2 separate regions of the Mus musculus genome follow, and region 1 is linked to region 2. The links are chromatin contacts, called in public Hi-C maps. All regions are on one chromosome and are shown on one strand. The core of a region is the stretch at or near the end of the contact, and the rest is flanking DNA. Distances in the headings are between cores, read along the strand shown. Region 1 has its middle 26 kb from the start of Gm24032. Region 2 overlaps Iqgap2 (IQ motif containing GTPase activating protein 2).

The links. Hi-C and Micro-C count contacts between places; a contact is called where the count stands out from the background.
Region 1: a Hi-C map of liver shows a contact between it and region 2, with 2.7 times the contacts expected there. The contact joins two enhancer-like sites. A contact is called at or near these places in 3 of 484 Hi-C or Micro-C datasets (bone marrow-derived macrophages, liver and nephron progenitors) and 1 of 115 datasets of contacts at active chromatin or transcription factors (pancreatic cancer cells).

Annotation. Positions count from the first base shown.
Region 1 is chr13:95,919,348-95,925,992 of GRCm38.p6, forward strand. No RefSeq gene overlaps it. Among named protein-coding and RNA genes, the nearest start is that of Gm24032, 26 kb to the left of the region's middle. Within about 2 kb of position 3,509, at least 15 of the 459 cell types and tissues checked have an H3K27ac peak or open chromatin away from gene starts, as enhancers often do. A contact at or near this core is called in liver, where this site is marked.
Region 2 is chr13:95,775,238-95,781,776 of GRCm38.p6, forward strand. The region is part of intron 2 of Iqgap2 (IQ motif containing GTPase activating protein 2); the gene reads right to left. Gm32702 (a long non-coding RNA gene) reads left to right here. Exons shown (of 3, transcript XR_382767.3): 3 at 80-2,723. Among named protein-coding and RNA genes, the nearest start is that of Gm32702, 15 kb to the left of the region's middle. Within about 2 kb of position 4,989, at least 15 of the 459 cell types and tissues checked have an H3K27ac peak or open chromatin away from gene starts, as enhancers often do. A contact at or near this core is called in liver, where this site is marked.

The DNA.
Region 1 (6,645 bases), core at 2,259-4,758, 140 kb after region 2:
TTTGTAGACCAGGCTGGCCTCGAACTCAGAAATCCACCTGCCTCTGTTTCCCAAGTGCTGGAACTAAAGGCGTGTGCCACCACCGCCCGGCTATCATGGTAACTCTATGGACTGGTCCTTATGGGAGAAGAACTGAAAGCTTGTATTGGTACCCAGAATCACCAGGGTTAAACTCTTAATTTGACTAATTCAGAACCGTTGTGTTTGTGTTTTCCCATTAGACCAGGGTTAGAAATACAGGTTCCTCTGTAGCCCCAGATTCCAGAGCTTCAGGTATTCGCGGGGTCAGATTTTTTTTTTTTTTTTAGATTCCAGATAATTTGAGAAATTTCTGTTCAGATTACACAGCTTATTATTATTTTTTTTGATTCAACAAATGAAGAGTAAATTAGAAGCAGAAATTCAATTAACGGTCAAAAGAATATATTTTATGGCTTCGCAAGAAGCAGACAGACACAGAAAGAGAGAACCCTGGGAAACTCCGGGTAATCATGGCATTTCTGGTAATGTGATGTTTGTGAGTGTTTTTCAAAGCATCCTCTATACACCAGGCACGGTTCTGAGCACTTGCACACTTAACTGCCTTTAACCTCACAGCTCCCTCAAACACAAGGAACTGGAAGCACTGATGAACATTGTGTTGGCATCGTCAGTGAGTGCAGTATTTGAGGGTGAGATGCCCACTAATGGACTGAGTCAGAGACCAGTGGGGCAGGGAGAGGCAGGACTCCCCCTGCCAAGGATGCTGTGCTGGCTTGAATGGGAACGGCCCCATGGGCTCACAAGTTTAAATACTTAGCTTCCTGCTGATGGAACTGTTTCAGAAGGATTGGGAGGTGTGGCCTTATTAGAGGAGTTATATCTCAGGGACTCCCCTCCCCCACTGTGAGGTTTCAAAAGCCTCCTGCCAGCTTGAGTTTGTTCCCTGTCTCCTGCTTGCAGCTTGAGATGTGAGCTCTCAGCTGTTCCTGCCGTCAGGCCTTTCCTCCACCATTGTGGACTCTAACCCTTTGGAATGGTAAACCCAATAAATCACTTTATATATATGTTGCCTTGGTCATGATGTTTTATCACAGCAATAGAAAAATGCCCAGTACAGACACCCGTGTTGCCTCCTTCCTCCTCCCATTGTGTGCATGGAGGGCAGCTTCACTCTTGCCCAAAGCTCTCCATTCTACCATGCTGACTTGTCTAACTCCATGTGAACTTTTGCTATTGCTGTTGTTCTTGGGTGGTTTCTTTCTGTAGTTGTGTTATCTTGTTTTAGGATAGCTTACACCGTAGCCCAGGCTGACCTAGAACTTCCTATGTACCCTAGGCTGGCCTCAGGTCTTTGTGCCACAGATTACGGCTCCCCTTCTTTGTCCTTAAAGCCACCGGTTCTTTCCCAGGGCTCTCTAAATAGGGGTCAGGTAGCCCATACCTTTGAGTTACTCTTGTCTCCTAAAACTGATTCTGTCTGCTCCTCTCTCCCCTCCCCCATGGCAGTTAATGACCTGAGCATCCATTCCAGTCATCCTGTCAGAGGGGCCACGGCATTCCTGAGTCTCTCTTGTTTTCTCATTGGTTTACCACTCAGTCTCGAGGATACTAATGTGTAAACACCTTTCCAGCCTCTGTACTTCTCTCCCTGTGTCTTAGTTTCTGTCCTATTGCGGTGACAAGACACCTTGATCAAGGCAACTTATAAGTGAAACCATTTTTGGGGGGCCTTGCTTACAGTTTTAGAGGATAGTTCATTTCTATTATGGCGGGAGCATGGCATCAGGCGGGCAAGCATGGTGCTAGGGGAAGTGGCTGAGAGCCGCCATCCTAATCCACAGGTAGAGAGTGAGACTGTGCCTGTCTTAGAAATCTTAAAGCCCATCCTAGTGACACACCCCCTTCTAAGAAAGCCACACCTCCTAATCCTTCCTAAACAGTGCACCAACTGGGAACCAAGCATTCAAATGTAGGAGTCTTGGGGGTCATTCTTATTCATACTGTCACTACCTCTGGTCACCACCCTTCTTTCTTGGCTCTGTGCAGTGGTGTCTTCTGTCCTGGTCTCACTCAGACTTTCTGCTCAGCGGGAAGAGTGATCTTTGTGAGCAAGGCTGACCTGACACTCTCCTTACAGACCCGCACTGAGTCTTCACTGAAGCTGACGTCTACACCCTGCATTTGAAGAGACAAGGACTTCGGGATGTGGTTCTCACTGTGCTAGTATCACTTCCCAGCCTCCCCTGCTACTACTCTGCTAGGCCTGACCTTTTCTTTGTTATGTGACCAACTTGGTGACCTCTGACTCAGGAGGTCATTTCTCGTTTCTCCAGTGTGCTTGGGCTCAGGTTGCTAAAATTCCTTCCCAGAGGAAGTCATAAGCACCTTGTACTTTTTCTAAGCTCCCAGTGACCAATGGAGGCATTACTCACCACTTTGGAGAACCAAAGTGTTTATTGGGCTTCCTTACAGAACATAGGTGAGGAATTAGTTACTGGAGTGTGGCACTTTTGTTGCAAAGAAAAAAAAACCAACCAAGTGACTGTCCTGGAAAGCATTTACCCAGCAGGGATGATGACTGCCATAGCCACAGAGAAGGAGTTCTCTTCCCTTAGCTTCCTAACTGGTTAAGTCTAGTCCCTCCTCAAGGCCAAGGCCTTCTGCTCTTAGGGATCAAGAGTTTTGTTTAACCCTGAATCTTGGGAGCTGGAGAAAAAAATCCTCAGATTCTTTTATAGTCCCTGACCTTGAGCAGCCTCCCCAGATGGCATGCTTATAGTCCCTGACCTTGAATGGCATAGTCCCTGGGTGGCATAAAAAATGCAGAAGGAAGGTACTCAAGGGAGGACCTGGGTGTGGTGACCAATGTGTGTAATATCAGCCCTCAGAAGGCAGACGCAGAAGAATCCTAAATTCAAGGCCAACCTGGGGGACAGTATGAGATGTGGTCTTAAGCAGTCAAGCAAGCTAATAAAATCACCTTGAGGGCTGGAGAGATGGCTCAGCCGTTAAAGGCTAGGCTCACAACCAAAAATCACCTTGAGAACACTCAGCAGGCCGTGAAAGATTCTGCTTGGGCAAACGTAAGAGGGTTTCATAGAGGAGGTAGGCTCCTGGCTTAACTTTTGAAAGAAAAGTTGGAATGGGAAGCAATTCCAGGCAGAAGGAAGAGCTAGGAGGATGTCGGGTTGGAGACGTGGGGGTGGGGGTGGGGGTGGGGTGGGTAGTGGCTAGGAAGGCTGGGTGTAAATGAAGGTGTGCAAATCTCAATATGGTACCTAGAGCAACCACATCACCCTCAACTGGGAAAGGACATGCAGATCTGGGTGTTCCACTGGGTGTCAACTGTCATATTTTAGGCTTGGCATCTGTAGACATTCATTTTTTTATTGTCTTTGAGATCCTGGGGGCAATGCATTTCCGTGAGTGTTGGTGCTGACCATGCCAGCGAGTGCTGCTGTTGTGTTATAACCTCTGCCTGGGCTTGGTGCCCAGCCAGGCTTGTTACCTCCTCTGTGTCCTCTGTGAGTCACAATCACTTTCTCACATGGCCCTTCCCAACTAATTCCTGGAAGTTAAAGCAGGATGTGGCAGAGCACACCTGGAATCCCAGGACTCTGTGGACAGGGACGAGAAGATGGCTGTAGGTTTGAACCCGGCTAGTCTACATAGTGAGTCCTGAGTCAGCCAGGACTACATAATGAGACTGTGTTGAGAGGGAGCATTTTGGGAAAGGAAGGAAGAGAGAGAGAGAGAGAGAGAGAGAGAGAGAGAGAGAGAGAGAGAGAGAGAGAGAGAGAGAGAGAGAGAGAGAGAGAGAAGGTGTCATATGCAGCATGTTCCAGGCACTCCCCACACCTTATGTAGGCCTGTTTTCTTCCATCACATTGCTCAGCCTCAACCCCATGTTCTGCTTTCTGTTTTCTTTCTTGTCAGCTCTTCCAGCCCCAGTAGAAGGTGGAATTTACAAAAGCAAAGTCTTATGTTTTTTCCTTCACTGGTATATTCTCCATGCTAGCACAGAGCCTGTCATGTGATGAGCAAATTATACCACATAACTTGTGATGGTTTGAATACCCTTGGCTCAGGGAGTGGTGCTACCAGGAGGTGTGGCCTTGTTGGAGGAAGTGTGTCACTGTGGTAGTGGGCTTTGGGACCTTCCTCCTAACCATGTGGGAGCCAGTCTTCTCCTAGCAGCCTTCAGGTGATGATGTAGAACTCTCAGCTTCTCCCGCACCATGCCTGCCTGCATGCTGTCATGCTCCTGCCTTGATGATAATGGACTGAACCTGTGAACCTGTAAGACAGTCCCAATTAAATGTTGCCCTTATAAGAGTTACTTTGGCCATGGTGTCTGTTCACAGTAGTTAAACCCTAACTAAGAAACCTCCTAGGTAGCTTCAGTTAAATTCATCGGCTAAGCCATAATTTTGCCCCTAATCCAAAGACAGTTCACCGTTTATTAAATTCCACAAGCTGAGCCTATTAAATCCTACATGTTGGGAGTTCTCGAGACAGAAACTGACCCCGGATGGGGCTAGAGAAACGCACCACTGAAAGAACCCAGAAGAGTGAAGAGGTAGAGAAGAGGGTTGTGGAAGGAGTCTGGTGAGAGCAGACAGGTGGAAAAAGAGGAGCCGACCTAATGATGGAGAAATTCCAGCCTCAAAAGTCCAGAAAATGTCTCAGAAACTGAGGCCCAGGTGAAAGAGCTGCTAGAGGCTCCTCTGTTGTCTCTCTCCTCTAGACAACATCCTGGGTGTCCACAAAGCCTGGCCATGGAGCTAGCATCCTTTTCCTTAGCGACTAAATGTTCTAAAAGCAGCCCATCGTGAACAAGATAACTCGAGGATCTCCAGTTCCTTCACCAGATTCAGTTGACAATACAAACCCAAGGGCCCATCTGACCACTATGCAGCTCCTGTGAGCAGAGCTGACTCTCCTGGGCCTCCTTTGCTGCCAGGAAGGAACATGGCTGGGACACATGTCCTTGTCCTTTTAGGCAGCAATGCTCAGTTGTTTCTCAATACAATGTGGTTTCCTCATGGGAAACCTGTGTGATTCACTTTGAATTCGTCCTTCCTTTTCACTACACTGTGGGAAAAGGTCAGAGTGAGATCTTGTTCCTAAGCCAAGTCAGCAAACATGATCCCATATTTACTGTTCTAGCATGGCCCTGGGGCGGCTCTTTTGAGGCAGACAAAGGTGAGGTGGGGGGGGGGGTCAGAAGTTTGAGTGTGTGTGTGGGGGAGGGGGAAGACTGTGCCACCCCATTCCATCCCCACCCACATGGCCTCCCTAAGAACCTCCTTGTTACCTGATGTGCCACGGGGCCTCAGTCCCTCAGCCTTTTATTTGTCCTGAGTCATTTCCAGGGCATGGACCTGGAAAGTTTTCTAACTATCCAGATACAAGGCCAATTTTTCTAGTGTACCTAGAATAACTCTAAATCATTTTGTTGTGGCACTGCCTGACATGGAGGGTGTTAGAGGCCATACAGTTTTGTTAAATGAAAAGCATTGTCCAGATAGCATGATATCCAAGATGACTCACTACATTTTTTTTTTGACAGATGGTCATTATGTAGACCAGGCTAGCCACAGACTTACAGAATAGGCCTACCTTTGCATCCCAAGTACTGAGATTAAAGGCACGCCAACATTCCTGGACATCACTCCACGAGTGAGATCCTGTTCCACCAAATGTTGGTGACCAGACAGAAGTTCTTACCCTCATAATCTTCACTAAATAGGCAAGATAGATAGATATTAATAAATAATTATGAACAAGAGGGATATAGAAAAAGGGGAAGTCCGAAGTACCCATAGAGCTTTTAGTGGAGTTATTAGATACATTATTAGTGCCTGAAAAAGTTCCTTGAGACTGAGCAGGCATTCATGCTGGAAAACTACAATTCCCATGTGGCCAAGCTGTAGAAAGCATGGCGGAACCAATGACAACATCAAATTCAGTAGACTTAGTTCTACATACCCCACCAGAGTTTGGTGGACCAACAGCCGTTTCTCTCCTAACTGTACAATACAAAAGGCTTTTACAGGTTATAACAAGAGACCCATCAGGCTTGGTTGTTCCTGTTCAAATGTACTCATTTATTTTGCTGTGATAAAGATGGAACCCCCATCCTTAGGCATGCTAAACACATCTTTATAGTGCTTTCAGGGAAGTGTTGGCTACAGCCTGTCACCAGGGCCGAGGCAATCGGTATCAAGAGAAGCACGTAGTCCCCACAAGACTCTTTGAACAGGCTTGTTGCAAAAGTTTTGTGAATATGGAGGCAGACCATACCAACATGCTAGTGAGAGAATAGACATGTCTCTTGGTGTGACGTCAACTTAGAGGCATCAGCTAACAGGGCATTGGCCAGCTGTCCTCGCAGGACAGATGGGCTGAGGAGGCTGAGTCAATGCAGCTGGGAAACCTTACAGTAGGAAGTCCCCAAAGCCTGCTACGTGGTGACTTCAGGTCACCAGCGTACAGTTCTGGCCCCTGAGACAAGGTAGTGAGACAGCAGAGCCTGACTTCCTTTTGCCACTGCATCCCTGTGATCTGCTAGACCCTGCTAGACCCTGCTAGACCCTGGTTTTGAAGGAGCACATACAAGCACACATGGGGTCCTGCCAGTGTTCCACATTCATGAGCTAG
Region 2 (6,539 bases), core at 3,739-6,238:
TTTCCCTTCAGTGGAGATGTATGAAGAACAAATAGCATCCAACTACGATTTTTTTTTCTTTTTCCACATTTATTCACAGGTCTAAGTTCATAGTTCACAAAGGCCAGCTTGAGGAGGGCTGCACACCCACACTCCTGCCAGCCTCGATCTGTGAGCAGAAGCACAGAGGATTCAGCCGATGCCTCCAGCACCAGGTGGGACGGCTGAAGAGAAAGGATGCACAATGCAGGTGGCAGATGGTACTCTCTACAGCGTGTTCTAGAGACAGAGAACAGGAGTTCCCCATTGCTCAGCTGACCACTGTGACACTTGATAGATCAATTCCTATGGCAACGGCTCTAAGCACAATGCACTAAAAATAAAACGTGTGTGTGTGTGTGTGTGTGGTTTAAATAGAAGATAGATGCTTGTGATTGTCTCCAGGGAGGTTGCAAGGGTCAGAATGTGGCCACTGGCATCCCGGGCCATAGACAGATTTCTCTTTCACTCTGTAATTCCCAACTGGGCATCTAATCTGGCTAAAAAATGGGAGAAAGTCTACAATACAGAGCAGCTTTGAGAACCAACTGTCTGAGAATACTGATCACAAAGACTTAAAAACAAGCAACTTTCAAGTCTAATGATAGGGACTGTACTTCGTGGTGAAACCCTACACACCATTCTTACTTGTAACAGTAAAGCCGAGGCAAGGGGATGTTGCAAACATAAAACAGTGCAACATTTGTGAAGTTTTTGTTATTTGAATTCACATATGAAATGGCACAGTTGGAGTTAAGATGGTAGAATTCAGGGGTTTGCTAATGAATGGACTGGCCAAACCTTGGCATAAGTAAAAATGCAGGTATATAAGAAACATTGCAAGAAGATGAACCAACGTAGATGATACAGTTTTTATGTCATGGGGAATAGGAGTCAAAGGAAATCACTTTTAAGGGGCCTAGCATGAATCCGTGCCATGTGTACACAGTGAGTCCCTGTAGGATGCTCTGAGGAGTGGGTCAGCTCAGCCTTTGCCCCTGGCATCCTCCAGCAGGGACAGACATGGCTTTCAGCTTGTGGAGTAAAATGTTGCACTGTCAAAGCGGTAGGCACTCCCTCCCATGACACACCTCCTGTTCTCAGCTGCCTTATATGACACTGCTTCTGTTGGGTGCCAGGCTCTAAATGGCCTTCTGCTTAAAAGCAGGGTGACAGGCTGAAGAAAACTGTCATTACTGAGAACTATTTAATCATGTTGCCTGCTGTGTATACCACTATATTACACCATGATATACTAACCGTCCATGACTATGTATATATGATGCATTATGCATGTGTGCATGTAGAACCCTAACTATATATGATTTTACATATAGTAGTGTGGCTATAACTATGGTTACATGGTGACTTTTATGTAATGTGAATGTGCCACATTCATACACAACTGTCCCTTGGTATCTATAAGGGATTAGTTCCAGGACACTCCTGAATCCCCAAATCCATAGATGATCAACTCACTTCTATGAAATATTTACATATAAATATTTGCATATGCAAACATGAAAAGGATCTACATGGTGCCTCCTCTCCCTTATGTTAAATTGCCTCTGGAACACTTTAAATACCTGATGTAAGTATACATGCTTATAGTTCATGGCTTAGGGAACTCTAAAAAGAAAAGTCTATCTATGTTTGGAGGATCCTTTCCCAGGAATATTCTTGAGCCAAGGGTGGTTGGATGTACAGGCACAAGACACATAGAGATGGAGAGCCAACCACATCATTACGTCAGTATGAGGTCATCATTCAATATCTATCACCATAGTTACAGATATCTATCCAAACATTCTCCTTAGTAGGCTATGAAAGACACTGGGAGGTGTGCTCACTAATGAGGTGAGCTGGGCATGAAGACGTGATTTTTCCCTGTGTGCCCTTCCTTTGGACCTTTTAAATGCAAAAAAAAAATGTGTGGATATGGGAAATAAACCGTTACAGCCCTTAATTAAGGTGCTATCCACCCTGCACATAGGATATAAAAAAGAAGCAAAATGTTCCCCTTTTATCTGAGCTAGAGCAAAGCCAGCCAGGTCCTGCTCTCCAGCCATTCGTGCTCTCCTTACCCGTCCTTCCCAAGGCCTCTCCAAGCAGCTCAACCTGAAGCAGCTCACCAGGGGGCAGCATTTACTGCTGGGTGAGCTGCTTCTACTTCTTGATTTTACATAGAGATTAATAATTAATGACAGCCCTGCCACCCAGAGTACCTTTCTGGGACCAAAGTCACCTGGAGAGTGTCTTCTCTGTCACATGTCTCTGCCCTGGAGTCTCCATATATCTTGGCTCAGGGAGTATAGACTCTGAGCTGGGCTGGGCTGCAAGAGCCCTGGGGGGACTACAGGCCTCACACCTTGGAAATCATCTAATATTGCTGTAAGTTAATAGGCTGCTTTTTCCTGTCAGTTTTTGTTGTTGTTGGTTTTTGTTGTTGTGGTGGTTGTAATTTGTTTGTTTGTTTTAACCATCTACCTGCTTTGAGAGGTCATGAAAGCAGAGAGGAAGGCTGGCACAGCCTGGAGCTGGCAAAACAAGTCTCTTTAGCACAGTTCAACCAGGACCTGACACCTTAGTGGCTAACTGCCATGGATTCTTACCAAGAGCTTCCACCATGTGGAGACTTTCCAGACAATGAGGTATTGTGTCCCTTATCTACAATGTCATCGTTGGCCTGCATTAAGCAGTCATCAGAAAGAAAATTTGTTCTTGAGGCATCTTCTTACAGACAGAGGAAATGGAAGCCCATATGCACCTTCTCCACCCCACCCCATGGGGAAAGGCAGCAGGTTTCTTCTGAGAGAAGTGACCAGAAAATAAACATCTAAGTCATAAGAAGTTCAAAAGGACATCTCTACAACTGGATGCTATGCCTAGTTAGAAAGAAAAGTCAGGACCAGCCAGATGGCTCAGCTGATGGAAGTCCTTGCTGCCAAGAGTGACAGGATGAGCTCCACTCCTGGAACCATGTGGCAGAAGGAGAATGACTCCTATAAGCTCTCCTCAGACCTCTGCTTTGATTCTGTGTATGTGCACACACGTGCACGCACGCTCGTGTGTGTGTGTGTGTGTGTGTGTGTGTGTGTATGTATGTATGTATGTTTGTGTGTGTGTGTGTGCCCATGTGTGTGTCTCTGTGTATAAATAAACAAATTTAAAAGAGAAAAGTGACAGACCAGGAAAAAAAAACCCAGATGGATTAATGCCCCCCACACACACACACAAAGAAACTGGCTAAGATAAAGATTGTGCTGTGCTGTGCTCACACCCTGGGGATTACCTTTATGCATGACACTAAGGTTTCTAGCTCCATTGCATAGAGAAATGACCAAAAGAGTTTCTGCAGGGAAGAAGCCTGCAGAAGAGCCCCTCTTTTGAGAGCGGCCGGAGTAGGAGGTTTGCCATCACCTCCAGGCTTCTCCGACTAGCCTTAGGTAAATCCCAGTGTCACCCACAGGCTTCAGCTTCAGTAAGGTATTTAGTGACCACACAGAAGAAGGCTGAGACCATGTGACAGTCACACGAAGGCTTGAGGGAACAGGAGCTGGTTATAAGAGACCTCTACTCTACGCGGGCTTCTTAGGTTTCAGGAAACATGGCTTGAGGGATGGCGCAGCCAGCTCTGTACAATAACAAATCCTGCTGCGAGGGTGTTCTGGGCTCAGCTTGGGTTTCACAATGCCCCTCCCCGCCCCCAACTTCCTCATGCTGGTTATGGATAAGCTGCAAGAGCCGAACCGGGCTAATTCACAAGCTACACATTCATGGACCTTACTTCTTCTCAACAGATACGCATGACATAGATTTCTTAAGCCACAGAACACTACCTGGACAGGCACATGTGCTCACACACTTTTCTTTACAGATGGGAAATGGAGACATGTTAAGAGCATGTGCCGAAGGACAGCAGGAAGGGTGACTAAGGAAAGGGCCACTAGGTCATCCCAACAGTTTCAGGTTCATGGCAAGGACTCAGTAGAAAAAGTTAAAGGACACCAGGAGACCAAGTGCTACAGGTCCCATCCATGGACACCTCTTGACACCTGCCTAAAGGACAACACATGTGCAAAGGTGGTTCTAAAACACAAGCTCAAATTATTCTAGGAAAGAGGAAAGAAAGGTAAAGTGATTTTCAACAGGCCGGATCTGCTCAAGGCTTGCTGCCACCAGGCTGGAGGCCCACGTGGGAACGAGCCGGCTGGAGATGCTTATCGTGGAGGAGCGTGTCGGTAGAAGTCCAGAGCAGCAATATAGAGTAGAGGCATTAGTCATATCTAATCACCTAAATTATTTATATGATTTGGAATAAGTCCAGACTAACTTTAGCCTCAGAAAACCTACCTCCCCCCCAGGATATGCAAACAGATACCTGTCTGTGGGGGCGAGCCAGGCAGGGAGGTAAGTGGGCTGCGTGGCTGCGTGGGGGTTGCATGGGACAGCCCCTCCTCCTCATGAGTGCGTAGACACAGTTTGTAGAACACAACCTTTGAATTGGGGAGTTCAGCTTTCAAATGCTCATTACTAGTTCTCAGCTAATGATGACACAGCTAAACACCGAGTGCTGAAATAACGTTTATAGTGTTCTCTCTTTTCCCTCTCCCCTTCTCTCCTCTCCCCTTCCCTCCCACTCTGTCTATGGACTCATTTTCATATAGGTACAAGTTGGTCCTGGGTTCACAGGGGGACGAGTTGTTCTCTCCAGCACTTTCTTGAAAACTATAGCTTTCTTACTGGTAAAAGTACACTGAGAGAAACTTGATCAAACTAAAGGAGAGAAATCCAGGAATACGTCAAAACTCCACTGAGACAGCACTGCGCCTGCATTGGTGTAGCTGACTTAAACAGAGCAAGCTGACACAATAAATGTTGCTGAGAATTCGGCGACACCTAAACGCTCCTGCCCTCTTTCCTTCCTGCCTGAACCTGGACCTTGGGCCTGGCCACTCCAGGCAGCTGGAGTGCTCCCTCTGTGTGACCTAAGTTCCAAGCAGCTGCCAGGTAGCTCCCTTGGGAGCCAATAACTGGAGAGTCACACTCCATTCCCCTTCTCTCTCTATCTGCTGAATAAATGAACTAGACTATAGTTTCCCAGAGACCGATTCCCACACAGTTGTCATCTCTGCTATTTAAAGTGAGCCTATCCAAGGTCAGTGGATTTGCGGCTTTCTTAGGTGAGTGCAGGGGGCATTGCCTGGAGAAGTCTGCCCAAGAGAACACACACCTTTGGAACTCCTGGCAGCGAGTCAGTAGGAAGAACTCAAAGGAAACCTGGAGAAACGTGAATCTCCTATTCTTACAGGCAATTAAAATAATGCTGTAAAAAAAAATAATGCTGTAGTGAGAAGATGGCTACTCTAGCTACTGTGAGAGAGTTGAGACAATTTAACATCTTTAGCATCTTCCTCAACCTAGACACCCTTGGAAGCCCTGTGTTCAAATTCTGCATGAGTAGTCATGAGTGGCAGCTTGGGCCTGCCCTCTCTGATAACAGGAAAGGATGTACAGGGGCACATTCCTGACACTAAGTTCAAGTAATGACAGAGAGCACCACCAATGTAAAAGGGACACTACTGAGTGGAACTTCTTCCTTATTGGAATTACAGCCAAGCCCGAAGCTGACAGTATTGAGGATGGATACCATCCCCTCCAGCACACCAAGAGGAATAGTCCAATTCTTGATAGTTCCTCATGCTCCTACCCAAAACCCAAAGAAAGAAAGATTGGTTGATGGCCTGGTGGGGACGGAAAGTTTCTAATCCAGCCCTGATCACCTCTCAATAAGTCAGGACCATGGGACAGTTTCCAAAAGAACCTCTGGGGACATTGCCTCCCCCACCCCCCAATGCTCTCCCCCAGGGGGAAGATGGCTACTTTAGCTACTGTGAGAGAGTTGAGACAATTTAACTTCCTTCCCATGGGTTGGGGGGATACCCAAGCCACAAGGCTGGGATCCAGTTTTGAACTAGATGTTTAGAAGGGGGAAAGCTCAGGGGAGGATCCCTATGCAAATTGCCGGGGTGTGGATTTCCCTGAAAGAAGAATACCATTCCATCCTAGGGCTCTGAGCCTTGGGCAGAGCACAGACCACAGCAGTGAACAGGACTGCTTTTTGAAGAGAGGTTGAGAGGGTAAGAACTTCAGGGTTTCCAGGCAGCAGCTCATCACAAAAAGACCCTCACTCAAAGGAGAAAAGCTACTGATCAAACAAACAAACAAACAAACAAACAAAAAAGACCCTTACTCAGGAGGAGCTGGAGGCACAAATGTGGCATTAATACCTAGCGGTGTAAGGGGGACCTTGTTTAACCTCAGAATAACTTCTTGAGAGAGGAAGAGGGGTGCCACTAAGCAGCCCCAGGGGACTCACGCACACAATCGAGCAAACACACACACACACAGCCCTTCAGCATCAGAACAAAGCCTACAGAAGCAGAGACTGGCAAGAGGTCCTAACTACTACTCAGTGAGTCAAATGTCTCCCTGGTTCTGGTTCCGGTCCCCCAGACTCT